2 separate regions of the Mus musculus genome follow, and region 2 is linked to region 1. Evidence: chromatin contacts called from public Micro-C data. All regions are on one chromosome and are shown on one strand. The core of a region is the stretch at or near the end of the contact, and the rest is flanking DNA. Distances in the headings are between cores, read along the strand shown.

What was found. A called contact is a pair of places that touch in the nucleus more often than the background predicts.
Region 2: a contact with region 1 is called in a Micro-C map of embryonic stem cells, with 2.0 times the contacts expected there. The contact joins two enhancer-like sites. A contact is called at or near these places in 20 of 484 Hi-C or Micro-C datasets (the N1E-115 cell line, cerebellar granule neurons, cerebellum and 9 more), 4 of 115 datasets of contacts at active chromatin or transcription factors (embryonic stem cells and forebrain) and 2 of 9 other capture datasets (embryonic stem cells and embryonic tail).

What each region holds. Positions count from the first base shown.
Region 1 is chr11:17,459,719-17,465,411 of GRCm38.p6, forward strand. No RefSeq gene overlaps it. Among named protein-coding and RNA genes, the nearest start is that of Gm31268, 140 kb to the left of the region's middle. Within about 2 kb of position 1,408, at least 50 of the 459 cell types and tissues checked have an H3K27ac peak or open chromatin away from gene starts, as enhancers often do. A contact at or near this core is called in embryonic stem cells, where this site is marked.
Region 2 is chr11:17,849,222-17,855,131 of GRCm38.p6, forward strand. No RefSeq gene overlaps it. Among named protein-coding and RNA genes, the nearest start is that of Etaa1, 100 kb to the right of the region's middle. Within about 2 kb of position 4,125, at least 4 of the 459 cell types and tissues checked have an H3K27ac peak or open chromatin away from gene starts, as enhancers often do. A contact at or near this core is called in embryonic stem cells, where this site is marked.

The DNA.
Region 1 (5,693 bases), core at 158-2,657:
AAATATCTTCTAAGTATGTAATAGGTATAAAAAAAGCTAATTTGCACCCTTCACAGCACAATCCTCCCCTTAAACTCTTTGCTTTTGTATCCATCGATCCAGCATTATTTAAGCACAGCCACAAGTAGCTTGTGGTTACTAGATTACAGGGGAGGTGGAGATGACATCGGTTATACCTCATTGCACACCTTCCTAGTAAACAGATGCCTCAAGAGAGGATTTTTCATTATGATCATTGTCTGAAGAGTAGAGCTTGTAGGCGTAGACTGTTTAAATAGGAGGTGAAATGTCTCTTTAGACAGGCCATGGATTCCAAATTTTCTGGAAGTTACTGGTTTCCAAGCAGGTAGATGCAAGGCATCTAGTTTTTTACCTGTAGAGGGAGCTCTCTCCCCTCTGCTCTCTCTTTAATTTCAATCCCAACCTTGGTTCTTAGAACCCTGCAGTTCTGAGTTCTTTCACCTGGCTTGGTGGAGAGTTTGTGTTTGGCTCCAAACCAGCAGTACTTTCACAATCTGCACACGTTAAAGGCAGCTAAAATGCTAGGACACCAGCCGGGTGGCGGCTTGAATCTGTGATTCCCAGGCAGTCCAGGGAAATGATAAACAAAAGTCTTTTGTGCAATATTAATAAGCTTTAAGCACTCCCCAGTGAGCCTCTTGTCATCCAAGTAAGTCATGTGTATCAAAAGCCCTTATACGTGGAAGTTTGTTTTCATATCTGGCCCACGATGAATGGGAGCCCCCTTTGCCATGTTGTAAAACAAACATTTGTTTATTTTCTGAGCAGAGCTGGCAGTACGACTCAGAAACTGGAGCTGAATGGAGAGCCCCTTTCCAAGGAGGCGCCTTTGAAAACCCTCTGCCGCAGCTTTCCAACTGTCAACTGATCCTGAACTGGGTTTACATTAAGACAATAACAGTGTTTCCTAAATAAATAAGTTAGAGACACCCGTGGGCCTTAATCAAACCCATAAATGGCTTGTAGGGTGGGCCAAAAGGTTTTTTTTTTTTTTTTTTTTTTTTTGCTGTGCAGAGAAATAACGTCTAGTTCATCTTACCATGTATGGGAAGCTTGTGTTTTTGAGACAGAAGGGTTTCTTTATGGTAATTATACTGTTTTTTTTTTTTTTTTTTTTTTTTTTAAACCAACAACAAAAACAAAAACCGCCTGATAGAGCTTTCTCTGGACCTCTGGGACAAAAGAATGTGACACTTTTCTTGGGTGAATGCCACGGTGCCAAGCAGGCATTTTCTAAAGAAGAGAGGTGTGGTCACCCTCCCAGTCGATAATGTAACCCCCTCCTGGCACGTAAAGAAAATAAATGAAAGCTGTAAGATGAACCATCTGCTACTGCGATCTGGCTTCTTTCTTCGTTGACTTGGGGCTTCCGGGAATTCCTTTCACTCCAACAAGTTTCAAGCACAATGGCCTTAGAGGCAGAGGGTGGAAACCAGGAAGCACCACTGAGCGCCGGGAGCTTGGGTTTCTGCGGGTTTTCCCGGAAGGCGGGAATTTCAGCCTCTTACTGGAAGCTGCGTTTCTCCCGTAAAAGACACATTCTAGGGAAAGACTGAAAGCTGAAGAGCTGAAACAACAGTTGCATGTAAATGAAAACAAAAAATTAAATACTACTGCGCATCGTAGGAAGTCTGTAGAGATTCTTTCATACAGGTATCCTCAGCTGTACGGAATCATCATTTGCAACTTTCAGAAACAAAAGCTTGACTATAATATATGTATAATATGACTTTGGTTATAGCACATGCATAATTTTATAACTTACTTTTGGAAGGCTTGGATTTTTTTCATGTGCATTTCCTCAGACTACCATCTAATATTTATAATAATCATTTTTCATTATTATAACTATGTATAATATACAACTAATATTATTACAATGTTATAATAACATAACCAATATTATAACATTGTTTCCACGGATGTACAACTTTCCAAGTAGATGTACTATAATTCACATGTCTGCCTTTTTCTTTCAGGCAACATGGGATGCTTATGATTGCTTTCACAGCACAATTTCTTTCTTGGAGAAATATTAATTGGGATAACCACAAAGTTATTAATACTTAGGGATTTTTAACACACAATATCATATGGTTTCCCAGAAGGACTTGAAAACAAACTGCTTTTCTAACTGCAACCACTCACTACAGTGTAGTCTTCTTAGCTTTCACTTCCTCTTTGCCCTTTCTGTCTGTCTAGAACAATCCCACCACTCACATGTCCTTCTTTAAACACCTTCACATAAGCATTTCATCTATGTGTAAAAGTGGTTCTCGGATACTGTCTCTCTGAGACCTTAGGAGAGTATGCCAAATTCAACCTATTTTTATTATTACAGACAAGAGTGTTTCATTTTGTAGCACATTGCTAATTGCTATGGTTTTGTCTTGTATAAGATGTACTTACTTGTGGGCTAATGCGTAATTTATATTCATTTCTGAACCTTGCAATCATTTGTGCTAATGTGGTAGACACACTTTGAGAAATCTGCCCAGGCCAACAGATTACCGAAACCTATGAATTAACCCCTGTGCTTGGTCATGCGACTCCCTCACTCCTGCCACATCCAACGGGACTGAGATTGAGCGGTGTGTTGGAGGAGTGAGAAGATGACAGGAGAAAGAGAAGGCAGGACCTCCACATAGAAAGCAAAATGGAGATGGGAGAAAAATTGCTTCCTTCATTTCTGAGGATTTTCTAGTTCTTGCTTCCAGTGATTAAGTCTGTCTGGTTACATGTTCTCAAGTGTCACTCTCTCATAGCTTTACACATGCTGGGAGATGCTGAAATGCTGATGCTTCAGAAACTAGACAGATCTGTCTGTGTCAATGGAGTGACACGCCCCTGACCCCATCATTCCTTTTCTCTCTTGGTCTCTGTCTCTCTCTCATCTCTCTCTGTCTCTCTCTGTCTCTCTCTATCTCTGTCTCTCTGTCTCTCTCTCTCTCTGTGTGTGTGTGGGGGGGCGTGATGAAGTGGGGGTGGGAATGGAGTATCTCTCTGTGACTGATTATACAATAAGGAGTATTAGGCAAAGCTATCAAATCATTTAAAATGAGCCTCTCTATTTCCCTGTTTGCTGTCTACTGGAGTTTATCTGTGGATTGACATATTTCCTAGCATATGACCTCAGGCAGTCACTCTTCTTCTTCTTCTTTTTTTTTTTTTCTTACTTGCCAGGGTTTGTCCATTCATTTAATTAAACTGTGTCAACTGCCCAGAAAATGTCTGGACCCAAGCTGGACATGATGATCACAGCTCAGAGCAGACACACTGCTGCTCAATAAATTCTTGATCTGATGTCATAGGCAGTTTGCACAGCCAGTGTGGGCCAGTGAACCAAGTGGCCAGCAGGCTAAATATAAAATGCTCGACTTTAGGCAATGTGCGGTATCATCAGTGGGATGAAGGATATGCCTATGAGGCATTTCCTATGCAATGTGGCTTCTACAGAAATGACCAAATACAGCCAAGTACTGTCCTCAAGAAGAACATGATTGGTTGGCATGTGTAGTTTTAGCTACCCCTTCCTAAGCTCCGGGAAAGGGCTGCACGTTACTAGTTCCCACCCAGCTTCCCTTGACTCCACAGAGATAAAAGACACAGACACACATGTTGTTCATTTTCAACCTCTCTTGGCACAATTGCAGGGCATTATTAAACTTGTGCAGCTAGTGTGCCCTTATTAATACTCTTAGCTCTGCACCTCCCACCTGCCCTAAACTTTAGTTGCTCAGTTACATCTAGTCCCAGCTAAATACCCCTGACCACCAGCCTGTAGGAGGATCCTGTGAGACCACTCCATTTCGAGCTCTCACATGACTGGTCAACTTTTCTACGTCAGAAGCATGGTGAACTCTCCCCTTCCCTCCTTGAATCCATCTGCTTGCCTTCAGGGACCTGGAAGTCCTGCCTATCCCTTCCACCCAGCAATTAGACCATGGCTTCCTTACTGACAGATCAAGAACCAATTGGGGAATAGGACAGTAGCATCAGAACTACTCCCACAGGCATGGTATCCCATATTATCACCAAAGACAAGCTTGGACTGTGTCTTGAAGAATGAGAAAGGCTACAGGAATGGGCCTGTGGATGCTGGAGAGAGATGGGACTAAGATAACCATAACAACCATGTCAGATAGCTTTGGGGTGGGGCAGAGGGAGTTTAAAGACATGAGAAATGGGTTTTGAATAGAGATGTGGTAGTCTTGACTGTCTTGAGAATTCTGGACTTGAGCTGAAAGCAATGAGGTGACAGCATTTGACTATTTTGTACTTTTCTATAGTCACTCGTTGACTCCATCCTTAAAGGTCCCAAGCATGAGCATTCTTCTCTTTTTCCCTCCTTGTTCAGATGAAGTTCTTCTTCCACCTCTTTAAGATTCTAACCTAGTCTTTTCCAGCTTTGCACCCTGGAAAACCGAGTCTGAGCTTTGGATTAAATGTGTTGTTAAAAGGGGTCCAAGACCTTCATGTAGAATGATTTCTTATGTAGACAATTTCATGTAGAATGGTTGCTTATGGGCTCAAGTCAGTTTTCCAGAAAAGCATATTCACCTACAGGTGCATAGGAGCAGAGTACACAGGAGCTCAGGGTGGTTGTGAGGCAGATCACAATTCATACACCATCTGGCATGGTATTGGTAAGTTTTTCATGTTTTATGCTGTTTTTCTTCAAGCCCATGTGTACAAAGTGTACATGTATGTACACATATGAATGTAAATAAATGGATTATAGAAAAAGAGACAGCCTATGACAGATAAAAGTTTTCTAGTCTTCATGAATGTGTTTGTTTTGCACTTTGGGACAGGTATTTGGTCAAGGCCTTTCTTAGGTGAGCTGAGCCTGAGAACTCTATTTTCCCTTCCTTTGGATTACTTGTTTTTTTTTTTTTCTCATACAATAGATCTTTTGACCTGATGGCACCTACTTCTAATGAGTTGCATGCTGAAACCCATTGTCACCATCATCGAATGGTCACAGGCTAGAGGGAGAGGTGGGTTGAGCAAATCAGACCTGAGAAAAGTGTGTTTGCCTTTCTAATACGCTTACTGAGGTAAGGCTAATACTCCTACTATAAAAGAATGTTCAGAACCGTCTTTAAATGTGTTTTCCACAAGGTCAAATAATCGATATAAATGTTCTGTACAGAGAGCAAATTAAATGTCTATTTGTTTATTTATCTTCATAGCAAAGGCATATATGGTTGGACCTGAAGTAATTCAGGTATTTGCAAGGTGACCCAAGCTCTGATACCCAGAACTGTCTGTGAGAGCAGTGTGAAGGCCACAGTCAGGCTGCAGAGGGCAGTATGAGACTGTGCCACCATGAGCTGGTTGCACTGCCAGGGGCTGTGCCTAATACAGACCACCTGTGAGGTTCCATGATCAATTATGCCGGATGGGGAAACTAGTCTATTAGATTTGCAGTAAATGAGTGCTAGTTAGCTTTCCTCCAAAGAACACGTTTCTAGGTTTCCCCACTCTTTCCTGATTTCAAGACATTAAAAGTATTGACTGGCTGTGTAGCAAACTCATATCTACTTCATGTTTCAGAGATGTGACTGTGCCCTATAGTTCCCTGCAGTGGCAGTTGAGGTGGTGCTCCTGATGCGTTGAAATGAACTTGGGTTGAGTGCTAATGTGCATCTGGGTGTGGCCAGGAACAT
Region 2 (5,910 bases), core at 2,875-5,374, 390 kb after region 1:
TATTTCAGGGCATGCAAAATCAAAACAGCAGATGGCATTGAACTAAGGACCAGGAGGAAAGGTTGCTGGAAAACCCAGCATAGAGCTACCTAGTGTTTGCAAAACTAGCTAAGAGGAAACACACACAAAGCTGACAAGGGTTCTGTCTGCACTGTCCTGTCCACAGACATCTTTAGACTACAAAGAAGTAAAGGTGGGACAAACGGGGTGCTCATCCCCTGTGCTGACTCTAGTGACTGTTGGACACAATACAAGTGCCCGTTTCTGAAAAGCATTCCCAGCAGTTTGTCTCTTCCAGTGCTGCCACCCATTGCCTGATCTGCCAGCTGCTTGACTTTTAATCTACATCGTTTGTGCAGGGCCCCCTGTGTGGATTCTTCCTCTTCAATCTCCTTCTCGTGCTTCTCTCCTGCACCTCAGCCAAGGACCCCAGCCTCAACCAGAGCTGAAAAACACAAGTTCCTAGCTGGAATCCTGTCAAATCTGCGGATTTCAGAGAACACTGAAGGGTTGCTTGCTGAGGAATCAGTGAACCCAGTTGCTCCAAGTGAGAAATGACTTCAAATGATGTGACACTTAAACATGCATCATGCTATATATATTTGGACCTCCTTCCTATCTGGAACCCTGAGAGTTCCACAGTATCTTTCTTAGAAAATGAAATTCCAAGAATGCAATGAGGTCTGGGGATTCTCTGAGAAAAATGTAATGATACTTACAGAGTGTGTGACTGCCAAAGGATTGTCTTCATGTTTGCTGCTTTTTCGAATCATCTCTCATCCACCTAGTCTCAACTGCTTGTTTGTTAGGTTGTTTGTTTGTTTGTTTTGGTGTGTGATATTTCTTTTAGTTATTTGCAAATTTTTTTAATAATAAAGTTTATCTAAGAATCAACTGATTATTCTTTTTTAAGTTGCCTAAATCAAATCTTTGTGGAGCAATGAACTTAGTTTTCTGTAGATTCATGAAAATACATTGATATTTGGTATAATTTTACCAAACAACATGACAGACAGACACAGGTTTTGAAATAAGCTGCAGGTGCCATTAGGTCTCTATGCTCACTGAAGCCTCCTGGAGAGGAGCCAGTGGCATTCACCATGGGGTAGGTTTTGGACACAGGGAGCAAGGGTACCTTCTGGTCAGGTGAGTCCGCTTTGGAAGAGCTGTGACGTGGGTGTTGCTCAAGAAAGCTTCTGGTCAGGCTGTGTGTGGGCATGCTGCATGTTCATACCATAAATCTCAGTACTAGGGAGGCAGAGGCAGAGGCAGGTGGATCTCTGTGAAATGGAGACCATCCTTGTCTGGAGAGTAAGTTCTTGGCCAGACTGGGCTATATATAGTGAGAAACTGTCTCAAAAAGAGAAGAAAGAAGAAAGCAGGCAGGCAGGAAGCAGGCAATGGCAGAAAGGCAGAAAGAAAGGAGGCAGAAGAGTATTTTGGTGCCAAATTACAGATTTTGGATGTGATAATTGGTCTGGGAACTCAGAAAACAGATGATGAGCACAAACTAGTGACTTGATGACCAAACATTGGATCGATATTCAAAAGCAGCCAAGAATCACAGACCACGCAACCATCACACTAACCGAATTAGAACATATGCTATGTACCCCAGCTGAATATCAGCTCTGCTCCAGGACACTGGACACTCCAGGCAGGCCTTATTCATTTGCAAATGAGCAGGTTGATCAAGCAGAACTCCATGGGCCTAACTCTGAAATATTTTATTGACCTAAATGCAACCCTAATTAATGGTCTCCTATGGGGTTCACCAATTTTCTGATTCTGTTCTTTCTTCTCTCTTTTGATAGGTGTCATCTCAGAATTGCCACTGAGACACACACTCTCATGGGCAATAAGACAATGGCAAGAGAGACATACACAATAAAGTACAAGAAAATGTAAGTACACAATGTCTATTATGTATTTCACAGCTGCTGCATTGCAAGCAGATTTACTCATGCCTATAACCACATACCTACATCCATCTTTCTGCCTGATTCCCCAGGGCTCTGATTCAACAGGTTTTGTTTATTTTTTTACCCTGAAATGATGCTCATTTTTCTGCCATGCTTACTTACACAGATTGGAGCATGTTTTCCACATGCAGCTTCTTGCTTGCCAGTAAGCCCAGCTCCATCCCAGGAGACAGTCATGTTCGGCCTTTCACATCTCCCTATCTGTCCTGCAGGATCTTTTCTAGCAGCTACAATTTGAAAATCTTCCTCACTTACAGGAAACATTTACTTTAAAAAAAAAATCTTTTCTGCCTCTTTCCCACACATCCTAAAAGTGTTTGCCATAGGGCAGACAGAAAACCCCTTTCAGCTTGCCTCTGTCAGACAGACCACAAACAGACAAGGCCAATGGGAATCCGATGCAGTCTGACCGGATGAGAGGGGATGTTTTACTTTGAACTCTGTCTAAAAGGAGACAGGAAATACTTGCTCAAAAAAAAAAAAAAAAAAAAAGGAGGGACGTGGAAAAGCCTATGGACTATTTTACTATGGTCATCCAAGCCCTGTGTCCCAAGACCGAGCCCATAGAAAATTAGATTGCTGTTATACACTGAAAAGAGAAACCTGGAGTAGAATTGCTGATACAAACTGTCAACATCATACAACTTTGTTCCTGTAGACTCTCCTTACAGCAGTGTACATCTAGCTAGGGTAAACCCCTAAAACATTAAAAAAAAAAATGTCTTGGCCCTTAGACAGAGTCTTCAATTTTCCCTTAATTTTAACAAATGTATTTTTTTGTCTCGTGTGCATATTTTCCCTGTTTATGTGGCTGTTTAGTATGTGTGTGCCTGGTCCCACGGAGATCAAGAGAGGTCATTCAGGTTCCTTAGAACTAGAGTTACAGAGGTTGTGAGCCAGCACGTGGGTGATGGGAATCAGACTCAGGCCCTTTGAAGGGATAGCGAGTGTGCTTAACAGCTGAGCCGTTCTTCAGTCCCTTTTCTCGCTTAATTTTAATAAAGAGGCCCACTGGAGAGCATCAAGGAGACGTGAACCTTCCTAAAGCAAGCATGCATGCTGGAGAGTGGATGCTTGTGCTTAGAACAGGAAGAGTTCCTCGGCCCCAGGTGAGTTTATCGTGCAAATAAAGCCCACCGTTGGGGGGCATTGTGCAGGTACAACTTTGGGTACTGTCATGACACTAATTAATAAAGCCATAACTGCTTTATTACTTTATTAGAACCAAAAAAGATCTCCCAAAGATCACGTTCTCGGTTTAGTCAATACAGAAATTAGATCAAATGTGAACTGGAAATTAAAGCTTAAGCAGTCTCCTGGAGGTTAAAGAGACGGGGAATAAAAGCCGTAAAGTGAGCAGGTTAGAAAGACACACTAGAGGTCGCTGTTGCTGCTCGAGCTGAAGGTGTGTTCACTCGCATGCATGCATGTGTAAATGCAAATATATACATATATCATAAGAATTGTTTTGGGAGATTGTATGAATGTTTGAAAATTTTTGGAAAGATCAAGTACCTTTGTTAAATCCAAAAAAAAATCCATTAAAGTATGATTTTTTTTTTGACTTTTGATTTTTTTCCCCCTTTGGGGTATGTGGATAGTTGAAAATTGAAAAGGAGATTTTTTAAAAGAAACTTTTATTTTATTTTAAAAATTCATCCAATAACTAGTCACGTAGTAAATATTTTGCCTCTGATAAAAATTCTCACATTTACTTGGTGCAGTTTGAAAAACACCTTTCACATGCACATTAATGGAACCAACAGTCAGAGTAATTGATGGGTCAATATGCCTCCTCTAATTATGGAAACTGGTTCCACTCCCTAGTAATGTGAAAGAAAAGTCAAATTAAGATAAAAAAAAAATTTTTTTTTTAGTCCAGTCTTTGAAGGTGTATGGAAAATGTTTTCAGTGTGGCAATCCAGGGAAAATCATGAAACAGGTTTGGGAATTGTTGTAAACATTTTCAAGTTTATATAAATAAAAGGAAAATATTTTAGAAAAACAAGGATGCCCCTGGGACCATCACGTTGCAAATGGAGTGAGTCTGGTGGAACTACGTTTTTGGAGCTCCTGAGGAGGGCTCTAGATTTTTCTGCCTCCCATTAAGCCTTCGGATGAGTTACTTGTGAAGGCCGTGGTGAGAGGAGAGGTCAGTTACAAGGTCACAGCCAGACTGAAGGGGTTTACAGAAAAGCTAATGGCAGAATGACCAATCCAACAAAGGAATCGTCTCGTTGCCAAGCAAAGGATTCCATGGGTTAACCTTGGTTAAATTGCTTCCCTTTGTCTTTTGTTGACTGTTGCTGGTCACAGGGATTGAGTCCAAGCCATCAGAGCATGCTCAATTCATGCATAAAGCCCAGGTACCTCGGAAAGTATTAGTCGCACCTACATTATCTTTGGTAACAGAGATCTCCGGGTTTCAACTGCTAGACTTGAAACAGTTTCAAAACAATGCCCTCACTTTTCTGTGTATATAGAACCTGCCTTCCTTGAATACTAAGGAAAGCTAGCAGGCCTAGAGAAAACTGACCAATTTTCTTCCTTTGCTGAGCATGTTTTTTCCCCTTTGTCCTGCTGATCATGGTCCTGGGAGTAGTTAAAGTTCAAAGAGCTGGATCCCAATTCCTTACAGAGTTACTTTCTACAAGTTTCAGGAGGTGGGGGGCAGGGGGGAATGGATAAAACGGAGTTTGAATTTAATTTACTGGAGAATTCAACGTTTTAAAATCACATTTTCCAAGTATCTTTGTTGAATTACTAGTAGTGGGGCAGAGGACTTGTAAGAGGCTCAGAACTTCGATATGACTCAGAAAACAATGGTTTTTCCACATAGAGTGCCACATGGAGGACCACTTGGGGCTTGGCCCTTCAGCCCTTTCTCTTGCTCAATGAAGGTGAACTTGGGTAAGTCCCTGACCTTGCTGACTCCAACTTCTTCTTTGCAAAGAAGATATAATTTCTGCCTCTCCCAGTAGGCTTCTACAAATCAATGGCTGTTAAGTAATTGGCACTCAGAATGGCCTGGGTGCCTGTCTGGTGTCATTATCATTGTCTTAGTGGAAATTCACAGGCTCTCTTTACACCTATTGAAAGGGATATGAACTGTGTTTACTGTTCCTTTTGAAAGCAGCTTTTAAAAACAGCAACTTGAAGAAAAAACTTAACAGTTCAACAGCTCGTTCAGAAGAAGAAACAGATTCTAATTAGTGATTGTGTTTCTCTTTTTCCAAACAGTTTTGTGTACACAAGCTCAAACTTGGACTTTCGGAAAAATAGAGCACTTTACTATTATAAGACAAAACCATTATCATAATTTTTGGTTAAGAAAATTATGTGCATTTTATTAACCAAAAAATGTGTTTATGCTTTTCACCATGTAACTATTTTTTGAAAGTATCCTGTTCTCCATAGCCTGGTTAAAGGACTGTGGGCTCCTTGAAGTCAGCCACATTTAAGAGCAATCCCACAGTTCTTACAAGGTTGAAAACCACTGCCCTCATGGGTTCTGGTAGCAATTATAATATGCAATACATTTTGTTTTAAATGGAAGGTTTCATAATGAAATTTGGAAGCCAGCGTCATTTCCCTTCCTTGGCTTACTACAAAAAGAGGATTTGAGGGAAAACAATAAAGGAAATAGCAAGGAACTATTATATGACCTTAGGCAAATCTGTTCTGTAACTCATCCTTCTACAAACACACACACACACACACACACACACACAGAGAGAGAGAGAGAGAGAGAGAGAGAGAGAGAGAGAGAGAGAGAGAGAGAGAGAGAAGCAAACATAAGCATAGAATGGAGACTTGACATTTTCTTGGTATTTTGAAAAATGTGTATATTAGTCAAATTGAATGATTAATTGTTACCAAATTGTCTAATTAACCAAATAACTCCGGAGCTTCCGTGCGGTCTTCTGAA